Regions from separate parts of the Gasterosteus aculeatus genome. Here region 2 is linked to region 1. Evidence: chromatin contacts called from public Hi-C data. All regions are on one chromosome and are shown on one strand. Each heading gives the region's core, a stretch centred on a gene start, on an enhancer-like site or on the middle of the called end of the contact. The rest is flanking DNA. Distances are from core to core; before and after follow the strand shown.

The links. A called contact is a pair of places that touch in the nucleus more often than the background predicts.
Region 2: a contact with region 1 is called in a Hi-C map of liver, with 2.4 times the contacts expected there. The contact joins the enhancer-like site here to the promoter of kcnh3 in region 1. A contact is called at or near these places in 4 of 6 Hi-C or Micro-C datasets (liver, skeletal muscle and whole body).

The regions. Positions count from the first base shown.
Region 1 is chr16:17,233,147-17,236,326 of fGasAcu3.hap1.1, reverse strand. kcnh3 (potassium voltage-gated channel, subfamily H (eag-related), member 3) reads right to left here and starts at 1,583. Exons shown (of 15, transcript XM_040201957.2): 1 at 1,105-1,583. The coding sequence starts at 1,180.
Region 2 is chr16:17,296,697-17,299,876 of fGasAcu3.hap1.1, reverse strand. It overlaps kcnh3 (potassium voltage-gated channel, subfamily H (eag-related), member 3), which reads right to left. Exons shown (of 15, transcript XM_040201957.2): 12 at 2,475-2,734; 13 at 2,075-2,175; 14 at 1,932-1,984; 15 at 1-1,715. The coding sequence ends at 777. Among protein-coding and RNA genes, the nearest start is that of LOC144388770, 4.4 kb to the right of the region's middle. Within about 2 kb of position 1,581, at least 9 of the 9 cell types and tissues checked have open chromatin away from gene starts, as enhancers often do. A contact at or near this core is called in liver, where this site is marked.

The DNA.
Region 1 (3,180 bases), core at 334-2,833:
AACGCAAGTTAATTACTATGAATGCACACGCGCTGCTGGAGAAGTGTAATTATCAGCACCTCGTTGAACGGACGGCCTTTGTTTTAGACCGGAGACGGAAAAAGAGAGAGAGCTAATCTACAAAACGGGATTGTCCTCCAAGAAATGTTGGGGGGGGGGGGGGGGTGCTTATAGACGGGAAGTATTCGAGTGTGAGGATAAAGGACAAGGCGGCACAGAGAAGACATTTGTGTCTTTCCCCCTGACGGGCAGATCCAGCACCAACACCTCACTTTGCATGCCAGTCAGAGCATTTAAATGTGGCCGTTGGACGACAGCCACAGAGGAGAGGACCCGAGAGCTGGAGCTGCTCTTTTGACGACTCGCTGAAGTCAAATGAGCTTCACCCCCCCCCCCCCCCATTATGCTGCCACGCGTAGCTGGTTCTGGGGGGGGGGCGCTGGCTCACCCCACTCGCAGACTCCCATGGGCCTGAATAATCAACACGCCGCAATAGAAGCATCTCTCACCCGCCCACCCATCCAGCATGGGGCCAAACACACGCGGGCTGCTCATCGCATCTGCTCACAAGACACACTCTCGACAAAGACAAAAAGATATCTGCTCATGTCAACCCTCCCTCCCTCCCTCTCTCTCTCTCTCCCTCTCTCTCCAGCATCATTTCAGCCGCTCGCTTACGATGGAGATCAGAAGAACACCGGCTCCTCTGGAGAAGCGAGGCACAAAAGGCTTTGGGTTTGTTGGGCAACCTCTCTGGTGAGACGTGTGAATCAATAGAGGCGACACAGAGGGAAGTCGTGCGCAAAACAGACACGGTGGTGCACAGAGGAACTGGGAGGAAGTCCTGAAATGTACAAGAGAAGAGAAAAAAAACCCCAGCTGGGATGTAGAGGAAAACCTCAGGGGTCATCGCCACACTGCCGTCAGAAGGCTGTGCTGGAAGTTACAGTTGCTTCTCTGTGGCCTATTTGCATGTAGCCTTGTTGAGACAGGTGCATATTATATCTTCTCATAACATGTGCATTTAACTTTTGAACTTGCATCTTAGAGAAAGTTCTTGTGTCACACGTGACCCCGTGAAGCGTCGAACGGATCGTTACTCACGGGTGCCATCGAAGCGGGTGGCGATGGTGTCCAGGAAGGTGTTCTGCGGGGCCAGCAGCCCTCTCATCACCGGCATCCTGCTCCGGGTCGACTGGGTCCTCCTGCTCCGGCGCCCCGGGGCAGAGCTCGAGTCCTGCTCGGACCCAAAACTAGGCAGGAAGCGAGAGGTGCCCGGTGCGCATCCCAGCCCCTGGAGAAGCGCACCGATCCGAGATACGCGCGGTGACTCCACCTTGGCACCGCGGGGGTTGTGACCATAATCAACCAAGCGCAGAGCGGGGACTCGCCGCCGTGGGGACGCACCTGCGCACCTTGCGACGGGTGGGGGAGAAGACAGACGGCGAAAGCGCCAGTGTGCGTCCTGGGAAGGCAGGCGCGCGCTGGAGAGAGAGAGAGGTGAGGATGGAGGGGCAGGCTGCAGGTTGTTGGCGCTGATGGCGCGTGGAGTGAATCCTATCGCTGCTAGCTCCTCCTCGACTCCCCCCCTCACCCTCACCCCTCTCTCCCTCCTCTCTCTCTCTCTCTCTCTCTCTCTCTCTCTCTCGTTGCGTGGTTATTGTGCCACTACTGAGAGCAGATGCAGAGTCACGTGACGCCTCCCAGGTTCTCGCCAAGCCGCGGTCCTGTTTCCGAGCGGGGGGGGGGTCAACAAAGGGGTGATGTTTTAGAAGCACTCGGTATTCCCCCGTGACACGTGGGGTTCTCCGTGTGATAAGATAAAGTAGATCCAGAACGCGTTGATCCAAGTGTGCCGTTTGAGTAAAACGCGAGATCGCACCCGGCTGCGTTCTGCAGTGCGGGTTCAATTCCCGGAGTTCTAAATGGGCGGCTATATGGGATTTGGTTTTAAGGTTTCCTTGGACCGCGAGATGATCGCCTCCTCACCTCTCCTCAGGACCACATGGCCGCGGGGCACCAGGAAGCCGTTCGCTTCTTCAGGACGCACAGTGAGATTCTGACATCTTCTGGTGACGCAGCGCAACTTCTGCTCACATGGAAAAGAGGAGGGATTTCCAAATGGTCAAACCACAGATAGGAAGAGCAGGAAAGGTGTTGTCCTCAATATAAAACACTAATAAATATTGTTTCCATTAGGTCAGTGGTTAAAATATATATTAAATGATTCATTTTCAAAAATGGTCATTGTTTTAGTAATAGCCTTGCAATATTGATATTGACTCAATACGACAATGGTTATTATTTCTGGTACAAAACAAAGATGTTTTTTAGATTTTCAATTGCAAGACACTGATGTAAGTACATAGAAAACATGTATACACAATAAACATAAACAAGGGCCACATTTGTCAACTAAAATGTGTTAAATACATCTGTATTCGCTTTCTGCTCATTTGAGAAAGTGTTTCCAAACTTTGGGCTGGCACGGCACTGTTTACAATGTACATTATGGTTATACATTCATCCAAAAAATTCACAGTCATTGTGACCCATTTTCAAACAAAAATTCTGAAATCCACTCCCGAGTGCTGTCAGCTATTTGTTAACATTAAAACAACAACACAGGTTGAAAAACCTGCTCGTTGTGTATTTAATTGTGTAAGTCGTAGTGACATTTTGTGATGGTTTTTTTTGGTCCACTGAGTTCTGAACGTTCTGTGTTGCCCCTAATGCAACACTCAACCACTCGCCTTGTTTCAGCCAAAAACAACTAACAAACCATTGACCTCAGGGTGAGGGAACCTGTAAAAGGACAAGCTTCTTAATAACATTCGGTACTGCATTCTCCATAATGGACAGTTTTATGTTTCAATCTCTAGTTTCACGTCTTCTCTAATGAATTTGACTTTTTAGATTTACGTGGTTCACACAGACATTGGCGCTACAAAACATATGGTGATTTTATAGAATATGAAACATTGCTGTGTGGAAGAGTTAAAAAACATTTCGAGCACGAACATGCGACATGCACATAATTCTACATATGCTAATCAAAGAACATCATATACGATGATTAAACAATGACAGGGAATGTGTTCCTGCCTAATAGTACTTTTCATTTCTCTTCTACGTTCCGTTGCCACCTCCAAGAGTTACTTGCATCCCAAATGTGTTTTT
Region 2 (3,180 bases), core at 332-2,831, 64 kb before region 1:
AGAAATGTGACCGTTACAAGTGTCACGTGGTGCACAGAGGGCTGTCGTCCCGTACATGTGCGTGTGTGTGTGCGCGCGCTACATTAGGATTGGGAAGGTGACACTAGAGTGAGTCTGATTGTGTTTTAAACTCGTGTTCCTGTAACATCTCACGGACCTGCAGAGCCGCTCATTGCCTGCGTCATAAAACATAAATAAATTCACAGCCTGGCTAAATAAATCATTAGATTTTAGGTAAAGGTGCAAGTGTTCTCTTGGGGGGGGGGGGCGCGCGCTGCTGACGGCTCTCCGTGTCGATGTGGACGCCCTGTGACTGGCAGGTGGCGGACTTTAGGGGGACTCTCTGTGTGGAGAAGGCACGAATGGCTGAAGCTGGACGAGTGATGGACAGTTCTATGCGTGATTCGGGAATTTGTCCCCACGCCGCTTCCCCAAATCCTGCTTCGGTGTCTTTGGCTTCTGCTCCTCTGCTCGTTGTGTGTGTGTGTGTCCTTTTGTTGACCGACGTGTGTGTGTGTGTGTGTGTGTGGTGCGGGGGAGGGAGGGAGATTTTAAATTCTAAATGTCTGGGGTGAAGACGCGTCCATTCTTGGCACAAGTTGTGCTGTTGTGGTTCTGCAGACATCGTCTCCGGCGTGTTCCTGTTAACCTGCGGGACGAATCACCGTCTTGGTCACCGCTCGTTGTTCCCGTCGCTTTTCGTTTTTTTCTGCTACTCCTATTTTTTTTTTTTTCTTTCTTCCTCCTTTTTGTCGCCTCGCAGTTTTGAAGCCGTTTCACAACGCCGGCTCCTCTTCGTCGATGAAGCTGATGTGCTCCGTGGAGGACTCGGCCTCCTCCGCCTGGCGCCGCCACTCGTGCATCTCCAGCTCCTGGGGCCGAGCGGCGGGCCGGGCCCCCCCGCCGAGCGGCTGCGAGGTACGCCAAGGTGCATTCTGGGTGTCCCTCTGCCTTCTGCGGGCACTGACAAAGTCAAGAGACGAGGGGACGGGGGACAGGTGGAGGGGGGCGGAGCGGGAAGGTCTCAGCTGACGCACTCCGGGGGAGGACGTGAGCGAGGGGGGAGCCGAGCAGTGGCAGGACGGGGGAGGAGGAGGGGGAGTGTCCTGTGAGGGAGGCGGAGGCAGCAGGCCTCTGCTGTCTCGGCCGCCAGGTGGGTGGGGGCCCCGGCAGGGGGAGAGGGACGGCGAGGAGCAGAGGGACATGGAGAAGGAGAGGGAGGGGGAAGGGGTGTGAGACGCCGGGGGGTGCAGGTCCTGGTCCTGCAGCGAGGGCAGATATATCCCGTTACTGGAGGAGGCGCGGAGGTTTCGGAGGACTCCATCGGGAAGACCTTCGTCCGGGGAGGACATGGGGGAGAGGGTGGGGCCCTTGACGTCGGCCGGGCGCTGCGGCGACGCCGAAGGAGAGTGAAGCGTCTTTGGTGAATGGGGAGTCGGGAGAAGGCACCCTGGCAAATCCACGCCCTCCGTGTCCCCGCTGTCCAACAGGGAATGGGTGCCAGGCCTCTGGGGGGGACGGGGCGTGGCGGCGGGCGGCACCACGTGACCGGTGCCCGTCGACAGCTGGCCGGCGCTGCTCGGGGGCGGCGTCCAATTTGGCATCATGGTCATCAGGATTGGCTGCGGGGCAGTTTGGAGGAGGGGCTTGAGCAGACGCGTCATTTCCTGCAGCTCCTGGCTGAGCGTGAAGACCTGTTTGGAGAGGCTGTTCATCTGGTTGGTGAGAGAGAGAGAGAGAGAGAGCAGATCAGTGTTACACACACACACACACACACACACACACACACACACACACACAACTAAACCCAATAATGACGGGCAGTCCATGGAAATTATATTTTAAGTGGCTGCTTCGTACCAAAATGATAAAACAAACAAACTGAAAGCTTTTTTGAGTTCATAAATTCATCATCATCATGGAGCACTCACCTCTTCAGTTAGTTTGGACACACTCTGCTTGATCTCTGAGTGCTCACGGATTCCTACACGCACACACAGCAAACATTAATCCTCTAGAAATGAAACTATTCCTCTGTCAATGAGGCTGGTGCGCGCGTGTGCGTGTGTGTTACCTGGGTACGGAGAGGGCGGAGCAATAGGTGACATACTGGGACTGAACTCAAACTTCTGTGAGGAGGTGGAGTTGCTCTCAGTTTCGATGCCATCCACGAATCTATGCAGCAGAAAAATGAGTGAAACGAGGAATGTAAATCAGCCGAGAGTCCTAATTACAGTGCGCGCGTGTGTGTGTGTGTGTGCGTGCGCACGTGCGTCGGCTGCTGAGGAAGTCATTAAGCTCTGTGCACACATTTGACACTTTCCGTGTACACACACGAAAAGAGATCCGCCCTCCTGCGGGAAGCCACGTGACTCCCCAGTGTCCCACACCACGTTGCCATGGCAGCAACACATGCACTGCATCAGTGGCTGCTACTTCTGTGTTGTGTGCGCGTGCGCGCGCGCGTGCGTTACCTCGGGCTGAGCTCGGACGGTGCGCTGCAGAAGCTGACCACCGGGATCTGCAGCGTGGCGGGGCGTCCGTGCTCGGAGGGCGCGCGGAACGGCCTCGGCTGCAGGAGAGGGGAGCGCAGCGGCGAGTTGAGCCCGCGGCCGAGGCGCAGCGGGGAGCGCGGCGCGCGCGACACCGAGTTCGGCGGGTCGTCGCCCCCCTCCTCGTCCTCGCGGATCGACGGCAGCTTCTTCACCAGGCCGCCGTTGCTCTCCCAGTCCACCTGCGGGCCAAGCGAGAGTCATTAAAGCCCCCTCCCCCCCTCACCGCACCTCTCCCCCCCCCCCGGTGAGCCAACTGTTGCGTCCCGGTGTGCGTCACGGTGACGCAGTGGCGCGGGTGTGCCAGCGGGGGGCACGCGGACACAAGAGTTCCTGCACTCTCAACACACACACACACACACACACACACACACACACACACACACACACACACACACTCTCTATTGTACTCACGTCCACCACAAATACAACCACCGCATATTCCATCAATTACCGGATTTCTGAGAACACCGGAGGGCCGATGTTCTATTAAGTGCTCTTCATTAGCGTTTATCCCTTTCCTCTTTCCTCTGCTTCTCATGCTTTTCGCTTTATCTTTCATCGTTGTATATTTATCATCATCAGTATTTCATTCTTTTCTGCTTCTGCTGCAATCAGTGTTGCTTTT